2 separate regions of the Mus musculus genome follow, and region 1 is linked to region 2. The links are chromatin contacts, called in public HiChIP or PLAC-seq maps. All regions are on one chromosome and are shown on one strand. The core of a region is the stretch at or near the end of the contact, and the rest is flanking DNA. Distances in the headings are between cores, read along the strand shown.

Evidence for each region. HiChIP or PLAC-seq counts read pairs in DNA pulled down with a chosen protein or histone mark.
Region 1: a contact with region 2 is called in a FOXA1 HiChIP or PLAC-seq map of pancreatic cancer cells. The contact joins two enhancer-like sites. A contact is called at or near these places in 1 of 484 Hi-C or Micro-C datasets (cerebellum) and 1 of 115 datasets of contacts at active chromatin or transcription factors (pancreatic cancer cells).

The regions. Positions count from the first base shown.
Region 1 is chr8:126,915,083-126,921,681 of GRCm38.p6, reverse strand. No RefSeq gene overlaps it. Among named protein-coding and RNA genes, the nearest start is that of Gm31718, 10 kb to the right of the region's middle. Within about 2 kb of position 2,226, at least 161 of the 459 cell types and tissues checked have an H3K27ac peak or open chromatin away from gene starts, as enhancers often do. A contact at or near this core is called in pancreatic cancer cells, where this site is marked.
Region 2 is chr8:126,088,588-126,095,204 of GRCm38.p6, reverse strand. All of the region lies in intron 1 of Gm46072 (a long non-coding RNA gene), which reads right to left. Among named protein-coding and RNA genes, the nearest start is that of Gm46072, 19 kb to the right of the region's middle. Within about 2 kb of position 1,699, at least 14 of the 459 cell types and tissues checked have an H3K27ac peak or open chromatin away from gene starts, as enhancers often do. A contact at or near this core is called in pancreatic cancer cells, where this site is marked.

The DNA.
Region 1 (6,599 bases), core at 977-3,476, 830 kb before region 2:
TTCAGGCTGGCCTTGAACTTGTGACCAACATCTTCCTACCTATGGGACCAGAGAGATGGCTCAGCACTTGAAAGGGCTGGCTGCCTTTCCAGAGGACCTGAAACCATTTCCAGCACCTATACAACAGCTCACACTTGTCTGTTACTCCAGTTTCAGGGGATCTGATGCCTTCTCCCTATCATCATGAGCAGTAGGAGTACACGGTCATGGTGCACAGATATACATACTCAAAAAATACCCATGACATAAAAGTAAAGGAAGAGATTCCTCTTTGTACTCGGATCATAGGTGTGTTGTCTCATGCCCAGCTGAGACGGTGGCTTTTGTACTGATTCTTACAGAGATGTCTCCTTGTGTGCTGATGTTCCCAGCAAGCACTTGTGAGTTTGCTTGCCTGAATGCATGGAATTGATTAGACACTGTGCACATGCCCGGATGTATACATCTCTGATTATATTGCCAGGGATTGGCATTTACCGAACAGTTCAGAGCTCTAGGCTGGGGGTGCTTCTGAGTCCCTAGGTAAAGTCCCAACCCTTTTTTCTCTCCAGGTAGCTCAGGCTGGCACAGACATCCTGCACTGGCTCACTGGGCCACTTGATGGCAGTGTGAGAATTGAGAAAAGAGGCTCTTGTCTTGCAAATCTTAGCAGCTCTCTCCCAGTGGCCACTTCTACCTCTGCAGCCACCCAAGCCAAACAGAAAGCTCTCTGCTCAGTCTACCGCTGTGCCCTGCCCCTTGGCCAGATCCAGGCCTCCACTCACAAGCTCTCCGCTCTCCCCTTTCCTGCCCCAAGCTGACAGCAGTCCCTCCTGGTTTTACTTCAGATTTTTGTGTTTTAATTTTAATGTAATTTTTTTTTTTTTTTGAGACCCGATCTAACTCTGTAGACCAGGCTGACTTTGAACTCGCAGAGATCCGCCTGTCTCTGCCGCCCAAGTGCTGGGGCGATACACATGTGCCACCGCCTTCGGCTCTTTGTTTTTAAAGTGTTGTCATCTGTGTGTTTCAGAGTCCCTGGGAAGAGGAGCAGAAAATATTATAAGAGCTGGTGGCTTTAGAACAAAAGCAGAAGTGCCTGAAATCCTTCTGGCCAGGGAGGTTGTTTTCTGGAAGAAGGAAATGGCAGAGAGGGCAGAGGAAAGGCAGAGGTTGGGGGGCCAGATCATATGGGGGTCACTACAGGAGGGTGGGGGGGCAGGGTGTGGGGACCTGCTGCTCCATTGTTGGGGAATCTGACACTGGGTTGCATCTTAAAGGCTGTCAGTTCTTGCCTCCCAGCTCTGGTGACAAAACCCTGCTGGAAGGGTTAAGGGCATCAGCACAAGGGCTGGCCTCTGGTTTGTAAACTGGCCTACCAGCCTCCCTCCCTCCCTCCCTCCCTCCCTCCCTCCCTCCCTCCCTCCCTCCCTCCCTCCCTCCCTCCCTCCCTCCCTCCCTCCCTCCTTCCCTCCTTCCCTTCCTACCTGCCTGCTTGCCTGCCTTTTGTTTCTTTTCTGAGACAGGGTTGGTTTCATGTAGCCCAGGCTATCACTAAACTCCTGATCTCTCTTCTTCCACCTTCTGAATGCAGGGATGATAGGTACCTACCATCACACTTGACTAGTTTCTTCCTCCCATAGGCAGATGGGATGGCCAGGCATGCTAGGAGGCTGAGGCAAATGAATTGTAAAGGGTTAGCTTAGGCTACACAGTGAGTTCAAGGGCCAGCCTGGTTTTAAGAGTGAGGCCCGGTCTCAGCCATCACCTCCACCCTCACAAGAGAGATGCGTGTGAGAAGGCCGAGGGAATCCACAAGTTGCCCACATCTTTCTCCCAAGACTTAGGCTGACAGCACTGCCCTCCCACCTAAGGAGATCGCAAGGAGATAGGCTGTGGCTCCTAAGGAATTTGCTGTGGGAAAAAATATTTCTCCAAACGATGACCAGGAAATATTGTCCTGACCAAGGTTGCTGCATGTGCTATCTTGGAAGCATGAGCTGAGGACTGAGTGCTATGTGATCTTCAACAGGGCCCAGTTCTCAGGCTCAGAACAGCCACCCCACACAGGCCACTAAGACCTCACTATCTCCCTTGGTTTACATTGCCATGCTCTCCTGTAGGACAGCCTTGACCTTGAGCAGGACCTAGGCTGGCTGGCTCAGCCTGTATGGAGGTGGGAGGCCACTCTCTGCTGACTCAGACCTGGCCTAGGGCAAGTTCATGCCTCCAGCCTGTGAGTAACACACTGGTGTTTCAGCTTCAAAGGCCTTCCCAGGATTAACCAATTAGTCACCCAGGAGAGCCACAGTGCGGGTTACTGTTGTCTTCACTAGGCTGGAACTGAGGGAGGGAGGGAGTAGGATCTCACTGCAGAGCAGCAGCAGCAATGAGGTGTAGGGTGTCCCACAGCGTGGGAGGGACAGGATGAGGCAAGATGGAGTTGGAGCTGATCACTGAATGAGAGTGAGAGACCTGGGGGAAGTCTCCGGGTCGGGGAGTGGGGGTTCTGGAGAGTCATGGTTCCATGCAAGGAACATCCTTCTTGGGACTGGGGAGATGGCTCAGCAGGTAAAGTGTTTGCTATGTTAGCTTAAGGACCTGAGTTCAGATCTTCCACAGATTACAGATCTTCCACACCCATATAAAAAGCTGGGCTTGTTGGGTCACATGCCTGTGACCCCAGAGCTGGGGCTGAGACATGGAAGACAAGAAGAGCTTTAGAGCTCTCTGCCCAGCTAGTTTAGCCAAAGCAGTGATGTCTAGGTTCAGTGAGAAAGTGTTGCACAGTAGAGAAAGGCTCTAAAGTCAGTGTCTGGCTTCCATCCACACACGCACACAGATGAACACACTTAAACACACACACATGCACAGATGAACTCATTTGTACACACACATACACACACTCATACAGATGAACTCACACACAGATGAGCTCACACACTCTCACACACAGATGAACTAACTCACACACACACACATACACAGATGAACACACTTACACATGCACAGTTAAGTTATACCCATAAGCATACACTGACACAGATGAACTCACACACACATGCATGCACTCTCACACACACATACACACAGATGAACTTACACATATACACACCTACACACATGCACACACACACATACAAGCATACACACACAGGTACTCACACATGCACACACACACACATGCACACAGACATGCATGCCCGGACACACATGCATGCATGCACACACATGTGCACACACAGATGAACTCACTTCCACACACACTCACATGCAGAGGAGGGAGGAAGAGGGGGTGTTGGTAGGGGAACTGGCCCATGAGGGCCACCATGTGTTCTCACCATTGCAGCCCAAACTTATCCTGCCCTTCTGAGCCTTCCTGGCAACTGTAGCAGGAATCTTGGAACAGTTTTTGGTGTGTGTGTGTGTGTGTGTGTGTGTGTGTGTGTGTGTGTGTGTCTGAGAGGGGGGGGGAGGGGAGGGGGAGAGAGGGAGAGAGAGAGATTCTTTTGGTGCAGGGAGAAACTTTTGAACCTTTGAGAGAGTATTTCACATATCCTAGGCTGACTTTGAACTTGCTCTGTCTGTAGATGGCCATAGTCTTGAATTCTTGATCCTTCTGCCTTCACCTCCTGAGTGCTGGGATTACAGGCGTGTGCCATCACATTCAGTTGAGTGTGAGGATTTGGGGACTGAGGGATCATAAAGACCTGCCACTCAAGTATCTTGCACATAACTATTGTAATATGGCCACACATGTGTCCCCCTCAGGTACGTAGTGAAGAAGGTGGGGTTCTTAGAGGAAAGTTAGTGTCTTGGAAGCTGATCGGACAAGCCCTTCTGTGAAGTCTCTCCACAGCTGCTTTTTATAACCTTGGCATCAGCATGAGCTTGGCAATGCCAGCACAGTGTAGCTGGAAAATATTTTCTGCCATTTGAAAACACACACACACACACACACACACACACACACACACACACACACTTGGAAAGGGGAAGAAGGGGGGAAAAGAACCCAGCCAACAACAAACAGAAGTTGTGAATGGTACAGAATGTCTTTGTGGAGTGCTTCCCACCCCCATTACTGCTCCAGTTCATTTTCTCTGCTGCCGATTTTAGAAGGTCAGAAGTCATTGTTGTTGTTAGGCTTTGCCAGTAGAAATGTAACTCTAAGAGAAGAGTCATGTCATAGGCTGTGGCCAGAAAGCCTTTGGAAAGCTGCTCTGGTGGGAGGTACACCTTTATCTGTGAACAGAACCCAGGTATTTTCTGGTAGGTGCTCTAGGGTGGGCCTGCCTCTCAGGAACTCAGGCTAAGGGAATCTCCAAAGCGCCCCCTAACAGGAAAAAGGGTTGATGCACCAAGCTGTCAGCTGTTCCATGTGACTCAGAAACAGAGTCCCTGTTGTTGACGGCAACCCGTAGAGAGGTCTAGATAAGGCTAAACTTGCCCGCTCACAAACTCCCTAACTTGGAAGAAGTGAAAGCTAGGAAGGACAGTAGCCAGGTCAGTGGTCTGAGCTTTGAGACTCTAGCAGGTTGAACATTTGGTTGACCTGGAAGACTGGAGGAGGCAGGTAGGGTCCTGTGATCTCCTCTGGCAGTTTCAATGACAATCAAAGTGAAGAACACAGCTGATTGACATTTCTAATGCCTGAGCTTAGGACCAGCCATAAAAACCCAAAGCCCAGCAAGGTGCCTGCAGCATAGTCAGCCATTGGTATGGAGGATGGCCCCACCATCTCTCTCTCTCCTCTCTCCTGTTATTCTCCATGGCTGGCCATTCCCAGAGGGAGGGGGACACTGTGGACCGGAGTCATCTCTGTCCACAGAGCTGGAACTGGGATGGTTGCTCCAAACGCTGTGTGTGTTTGTAGATAGTTGTGTGAGACCCAGGATTAAAGGCAGCTCTAGTAAGTCCAGTCCCAGAATCAGCCCCCGAGATGCTGAGCTGCCTGCACCTAAGGTGACTGTGATGGTTTGTATATGTTTGGCTCAGGGAGTGGCACTATTAGGACTGTGTAGATTTGTGATCCCAGCATGGAGGCTGAGGAGGAAGCAGGGGAAGGGAGATGCCTGGGGTGGATGCCGTTCTAGCTGAACTGATGAGCTTTGTTACAGAACCAAAACTGTGCAGAGTGATAGAGGAAGACACTGGGCACCAACTTCTGGCTCTTCATGCATGTGCATGAATATGTCCACATGCCCACACGAATATGCCCATATACGCCACATACATACACATATGAAGCAACAACAATTTTGCTGAAAGGACCCTGATATAGATGTCTCTTGTGAGACTAGGCCGGGGCCTAGCAAACACATAAGTAGATGCTCACAGTCAGCTATTGGATGGAGCACAGCGCACCCAATGGAGGAGCTAGAGAAAGTATCCAAGGAGCTAAAGAGATCTGCAACCCTGTAGGTGCAACAACATTATGAACTAACCAGTACTCCGGAGCTCTTGACTCTAGCTGCATATGTATCAAAAGATGGCCTAGTTGGCCATCACTGGAAAGAGAGGCCCATTGGACACGCAAACTTTATATGCCCCAGTACAGGGGAATGCCAGGGCCAAAAAAAATGGGAATGGGTGGGTAGGGAAGTGGGGGGGGGGTATGGAGGACTTTTGGGATAGCATTCTAAATGTAATTGAGGAAAATACGTAATAATAAAAAATATTTTAAAAAATGAAGCAACAACAAAAAATACCAAGTGTATGCTCTATCATCTATGCATGCTCCTTCATATATGTATGCTCCATCATCTATACTCCATCATATGTATGCTCCATCATATATGTATGCTCCATTATATATATATGCTCCATCATGTGTTTGCTCCATCATCTATGCATGCTCCATCATCTATGCATGCTCCATCATCTATGTATGCTCCATCATCTATGCATGCTCCATCATATATGTATGTTCTATCATATATGTTCTATCATATATGTATGCTCCATCATATATGTGTGCTCTATCATATATGTATGCTCCATCATGCATGCTCCATCATATAGACTTTTGGAGACAATTCTTTCTGAGTAGCAGGTAGTAGTGGGTAGTAGGATTCCTGAGTTCAATTCCCAGCAACTACATGGTGGCTCACAACCATTTATAATGGGATCTGATGCCCTCTTCTGGTGTGTCTGAAGACAGGGACAGACAGTGTACTCACACAAATAAACAAACAAGTACATCTTAAAAAAATCTTTCTTCGTGCCGTGTGTGTGGTTCCCATCCAGAATCCAGCACTCTGGAGGCTGAGGCAGCAGGCTAGAGCAGACATTTGAGGCCACCCTGGACCACAGTGGGAGTTAAAGACTTGCCTGGGTTATATATAGCAAGGCCCCATCTCAAAAAACAACAATAACGTTTTTTTTTTAAAGGATGGGGTGGGGTTGGGTGAGAAGGGACAGCCACTGCTGTCTGAGTCCCTCAGCGCTGTCAGATTGCTAAGTCAGCTTTTCCAGCAGATGGCTCAAACAGAGAGGGCATTGGGGGACAGGCACTTATTTCCATTCGGCACGCATGGTCTGCCTGAGACCTCTCTGTCCTCTGGGCACAGCTTCTGACAATTTGGAAAGACTCAGGAAATGAACTAGAATTTTTTAAA
Region 2 (6,617 bases), core at 450-2,949:
GGTCGCTTTTGTGTCTGTAATGAACTCAGATCCTCAGCATTCTTTCAGGGCAGGAACAGCCAGGTCCATCTGGCTCCCCTCACTGTGTGGCCTTCTCCTTGACACAAGTTTCTTTTCCATGGGAGGTCTACTGCTCTGACATCTCAGGGTGAGGGAGGAGCATCCAACCTGTTCACCATTCTGTCTATACCAGCCTTCAGTGATCCTGGCATCATGGGCACCTCATTTCATCAGGTCAACACAACCACATGGCCAAGCAGCAAGCTCCAGGTAGCAGTGGACACCACATTATCCTGCCAAATCAGGATTGCCCATGGGCACTATCAAAAAGATCCCTCATTGCAGGCCTCCCACTGGCCCACTGTCTCTGCTAACATAATGTCTGCCCCACTGAGGTGGCCCACTCTGTCTGTTACCATAGTCATTTTGGTCCCATTCCTGAGCAGGAAGAAAGGGCTTCCTCCCATTGTTCTGCCTACAGCCTTGTCATTCAGCAGTGAATTCAGAGCATACCCTGTGAGGAGGAGGAAGAAGAAGAGGAAGAGGAAGAAGAGGAAGAGGAGGAGGAGGGAAGAGGAGGAGGGGGAGGAGGAGGAGGGAAGAGGAGGAGGGGGGAGGAGGAGGAGGGGAGAGGAGGAGGGGAGAGGGAGAGGAGGAGGAGGAGGAGGAGGAGGAGGAGGAGGAGGAGGAGGAGGAGTGTACTGAGTTAGTGACTCTCTTTCCTGCTTTCTTGTTCTGGGAGTTTCAGGAGAAACTTGAAAGATTGCCTGTGAAGAGTTTGTGAGTCCAGGCATTAACTACCGTCCCCTGTTGTTGATTGAGAACCTTTTAAAAACAGACATTTAGTGCATACACAGTGTGTGTGTGTGTGTGTGTGTGTGTGTGTGTGTGTGTGTGTGTGTGTGCACAGTCTGTGTATGGGAGGGTCACAGGGTCAGAGAACAACTTAGATGATTCAGTTCCCTCTTTCCATCATGTGAGTCACAGAATCAAACAGATCAATAGCTTGAGGCCTTAAGCACCTTTGCACACTGAGTCACCTCGCCAGCCCTAGTTGGACTTAGGGCTTGTTCATGCTCCTTGCAGCTTCTCAGAGAAACTTGTCAGACAGTCAGGAATCTCCTTCACAAGTCCTAGTCATTATCTGATCACATACTTCACTTCAGGTTAGTGGAAACTAGGGGCCTTCTCATACATCCCAAGGGTCCCACGAAAGCCATTAGACATAGAAGTGAATACTACATATGTATAAAGGGGCCTTTAAAGAGCCCAAGATAATTTTTGATCTTGAGCTGCAATATTCCAGCTCTCTGCATTAAGGAATTTCTAATCATTCAACCAGCCTGGTACAAGGTTTAGCATGGGGGGGGGGGGGGCAGAAATAACCCCTTGGGAAATCAACCTGCCTTCTAGAACCTTCAACACAGGTGTGGCATTTTTTTTCTGAGAAATTCGATTACAAAGGTTTTATCAAGAGGGGTGTGATGGGGGCTCCTTTTCAGAGGTGAAGCCTAGAGAGGACCCTGAATCTCTCCTGTTTTGCCTGCCCGGCTCCATAAGCTCTCTCAAGAACTGCACAAGGGAGGAGGTATACAAGATGCAGAAGCCTCTGGTGCAGGATGAAGCCAGGACAAAGGCGGAGATTTGTGGAGAGTGGAGGGCGATCCTTCCTTGCAGCTCTCTCTCTAGGAGTCAATGGGTGTGGTAGGACCTTGTTCCTGTGCGTGCCTGCTGTGGTGGCCTCAGAACCCTCAAGGCCTCAGGCTCTTGAATGGTGGCCAGTGTTTCATCCCTGAGCGGCTATTTCCCAGTTACCCCTCACTTGTAAGGATATCAGCAGGTAGCCTGAGGGAAAGGTGTTCAGAGACTCAGGCTACTCCCCATGGATGCCCTTAAGGCATTATTATACATCTACAGTGTAAGTATAGAAGTAGGAGAGAGAAATAAACTTTACCATGCAACCCTAGCTGGCCTCTAGTTTACAACCCTCCCGCCTCAGCCTCCTAAGTAGCTGAGGTCACACAGGTATGCCTCCATGTGCAGCTGGGACAACTGATCCTTCTGTTCTGTCCCTGCTTCTCAGTACTAGTGCACTGTGCAGCCTTCTCAGATTGGCTTCTGTCATTTGCTGTCACAGTTACATTCTTCTTGGACACTAAACATATTCCTGTGGCTGTCTAGATGGTCTGCCCATTTACCCACTGAAGGCTGTCTTGTGTGAGGGAGCTCTCACTCATACTCTGAGTTTGTGCAGGTGTTAGCACAAGGGCAGACTATCAGACAGAGCCACACATCTCATTACCAACCGTGACACGGTGGCCCAGATTTCCTACTTAAATTAGAAATCAGACATCTCAGGGGCTTTGTAAGAAGAATATTCTCCAGTAGGAGATTAGAAATACTGTTTAAGCATGAACTCCCACAGGACATGTGTCAGACAAAGAATAGGGAGTCTAAGGAATTCTGCCAGAGGTAATTTAGAAAAATGGTTAGAAGTCTTTGTGCATGTATGCATGGTGTGTGTGTGTGTTATATAGGTGGATAGATAGATGAGATGATTGATTGATTGATAGATGATAGATATGTGGGTAGGTAGGTAGATAGATAGATAGATAGATAGGCAGATAGATAGATAGATAGATAGATAGATAGATAGATAGATAGATAGATAGATAGGTAGATAGGTAGATAGGTAGATAGAGTCTCCTGTAACCTGGGCTAATATCAGAAGGAAGTCTTATGTGAGGGAGTCCTCAATCTGCAAACAGTAGAGCCTTCAGGATTTGAGAATTACCTTGAATTTAAGAGCCTCTTGCCTCTGCCTTCCAAGTGCTGGGAGGCATGTGTCACTGTGCCCTGTTTTATTCAATGCCCATTTACCCAATGAAACCCAGGGCTTTATACATGCTAGGCAAGACCTATACCAAGTGAACCACAGCCCTGCCCACTCTAGGAATATTTTAAAATAGTGAAAGCACCTGGAAGGGCAAGTGTCTGAACCCTGAATGGATTGGAATAAGCTGTCCAGTCAACTGCTCCTTCAAGGACATGTGACAATATCTATGGACATAGAATCAGTAAGGTTTTAAGACTGACAGTCCATTTATCACAGCAGCTGAATCCTCAGTGCCAGAGCCTCGTCTGAATGAAAGGAGGGAAAGGAGAAAGTCAGATGAATGCCAGCAGTTATCTCCTTCTGCATCTTGCCCCTCCCAGATGTGAACAAACCTTCCCACACTCCCACCTCTACACCTCTGCCACAATGGACTGCACCCTCTCAAATCATGAGGTAAATGATGACCTTAAGGGTTTGGTCAAGTATTTTTTTTATTAGATATTTTCTTTATTTACATTTCAGATGCTACCCCGAAAGTTCCCTATACCCTCCCCCACCCTGCTCCCCTACACACCCACTCCCACTTCTTGGCCCTGGCATTCCCCTGTACTGGGACATATAAAGTTTGCAATAACAAGGGGCCTCTCTTCCCAATGATGTCCAACTAGGCCATCTTCTGCTACATATGCAGCTAGAGACACGAGCTTTGGGAGTACTGGTTAGTTCATATTGTTGTTCCACCTATAGGGTTCCAGACCCCTTCAGCTCCTTGGGTGCTTTCGCTAGCTTCTCCATTGGGGGCCCTGTGTTCCATCTTATAGATGACTGTGAGCATCCACTTCTGTATTTGCCAGGCACTGGCATAGCCTCATACAAGACAGCTATACCAGGGTCCCTTCAGCAAAATCTTGCTGGCATATGCAATAGTGTCTGGGTTTGGTGGCTGATTATGGGATGGATCCCCAGGTGGGGTAGTCTCTGGATAGTCCATCCTTTTGTCTTTGCTCCAAACTTGGTCTCTGTAACTCCTTTCATGGGTATTTTGTTCCCTATTCTAAGGAGGAATGAAGTATTCACACGTTGGTCTTCCCTCTTCTTGATTTTCTTGTATTTTGCAAATTGTATCTTGGGTATTCTAAGTTTCTGGGATAATATCCACTTATCAGTGAGTGCATATCTAATGACTTCTTTTGTGACTGGGTTACCTTACTAAGGATAATATCCTCCAGATACATCCATTTGCCCAAGAATTTCATAAATTCATTGTTTTTAATAGCTGAGTAGTACTGCATTGTTTTTATCACAACAATAAGCTAGAGCAACTAAAGCACAGGCTGAGGTGGGAGTGTTTACACCATAGGGACAGGCAGAAGCCATGAATTGGGAGAGTTTCAACACAGTACTAGATAGAGGCTTGCCCTTTGATCTGTTGTGGCTGTAAGTGACAGGAAGCAAGGTTACTTTGGATCCAGGAGGATCAAGTGTCTGCTCTCCTTTCACTGACATTCTTGGGGAGGCTCCTACCACATCCACCTGAAAGGAGCTTACAAAACGAACCACATGTGCTATACAAGTGAGCTGAGCTACACCTCTAGCCAATGCGTTGGTTTAAGTCAATGGATGTTATGCTTACAGCTGAATACCAAAAATACTGGGTAGGCTTGGTGCCAAACATCACAGCTCTGAGGTGTCCAGACACTATGAGGAAGCTTACAAGGAACAATCTGGAATGGATTCTTTACCCACACTATCCTTCTGAATTCTGTAGTTATCAGCACCTCCACAGGTCGTTAAGGCTATCACTGGACAAACCTGTCCTTTAACCTTTGAAGTTAAGGAGCTACTGATGTGTTTATAAAAAGAGAAAGAATATGTTCTATGGGGGTGTGGTCAGGTATGAGGGAAGGGGATGTCTCAGTGAGCCCATGCCAAGGTAACCCTTCCCCCTAAGGAACCAGCCACATGACAGTATAGTATAGAATAGAGTTTATTCAGGGTATAGGGAAGTGATTTAAGAGGGTAGTAGAGGGAGAGAGAGAGAGAAGGGGAGGGGAGGGGAGGGGAGGGGAGGGGAGGGGAGGGGAGGCGAGAAGAGAAGAGAAGAGAAGAGAAGAGAAGAGAAGAGAAGAGAAGAGAAGAGAAGAGAAGAGAAGAGAAGAGAAGAGTTGAGGCCAGTCATGAGCGAGTAGAGAGATGGGGAAGGAATGGGGAAGGGAGGGGGAGGGGACAGGGACCAAGAAGGGAAAAGCCCAAGAGAGCAAGAGAACAAGAGAGCAAGAGAGAGAGGAGGGGTTGAGCAGCCCCTTTTATAGTGGGTCAGGTCTACCTGGCTATTGCCAGGTAACTGTGGGGTGGAGTTTAGACAGAATGATAACAGTTACCCCAGTGAAGCAGCACACCAGCAAAGCCAAGTGTAACCTTTGGCTGGGTATAGAGCCTCAGGAATGAGGAAAGGTGCAGGGGAGAATATATTAGGAGGAGAAACTCCCTATGTGATAAAACGAAGATGGGACCTGACTTTGGGCACGTGGTGACTGGTTTGGAAGGTGGAGCCCAAGAATTGACTTAGCTTTGGGCACAGCTGATGGAGGTGTTAAAGATGGTGTTATATGTGGGACCTCATCTCTGGGAGACAAAGAGACCAGAGTTATCAGGAACAGTGGGACTCAGCAAGGCCCCAGTGGCGTTTTACTTTGAATTCTTGTGTTTATCCCCTTCTCTGATAACTTCTTATTAGCTCCAGGACTACAGATCAGTCTAAATTTGTCAAAATCATGAATCCTGACATTCAAAGAACCCCAGACCTATTGTCCTAAATATTTTGCACTCAGAATCTTCCTAGCTTTCCTTAAGACAGGGAAGCAGTCTGGGACTTCTGAATGTCATCATGGAAACTGCTGAGTTGTATGTATCAGACTTAGAGTGGGGCAGGAGGGGTTCCTGACCCTCATTCTGGCAGTTTCAGCATTTGAAGGGCTAAGGCAGTGTAACCTCCCCTCCCCAGCCTGAAACCTGTTTGCTCAGGTTTCAGTGTTAGCATCGGGGTGGAGCCTGCCGCTTAATCGTTCTGCCACGCCCACTGCTGGAGCCTGCCGCCTTACTGTTCTGGAGCCATACACGTGGTCACCCTGCAACTGGACTCCAGGATTATTTGGCAGGAATTAGCCCCTTCCCCCTCCTTCATAACTCGGTGCACGAATTAATAAAATTGAGCTTTGATCAGAACCTAGTTTGTCTTAGCTCTGTCTCTCTCTTGTGCCGCCTAGTCCCCCCTCTTCTCTTCCAGGTTTCCAAGATGCCTTTCTAGACTAGAACCCAGACATGTGAGCCGCTGGTCGGACACAACAGATCTGGTGCCCAACGTGGGGGTGAGAAATGGCAGAGGACATCTGGAAGATGGAGCTCCATAGAAGAAGAAAATAATTAAAGGAAACTCATATCGGAGAAGGTCGGTATGGGCTAAGTTGAAACAGCATTGAACCTGAGTGCTAATTCACTTAGGTTCAGCAGTGAAGCTTATCAGGAGCTAGGAACTTAACAGGCGGTTAACTGTAGCTCCCAGAAGCTACATTTTTAGGTGTGAGAAAAGAAAGGGTTTATTAAAAGGAAATTAATAATCAGGCGGATGGCCGCAGTTAAAAACTGCATCATGCGGAAGGAAAATGTCCCAAAAAGCAGAGAGAAAATTCAAGAGTGCCCTGCTTTATTCTCTCTGGGCCTTACAGCAGAAGTGCTCTGCCCTCCTTGTGTCTTTGTCTAATGTCTGGTGCACCAATCTATT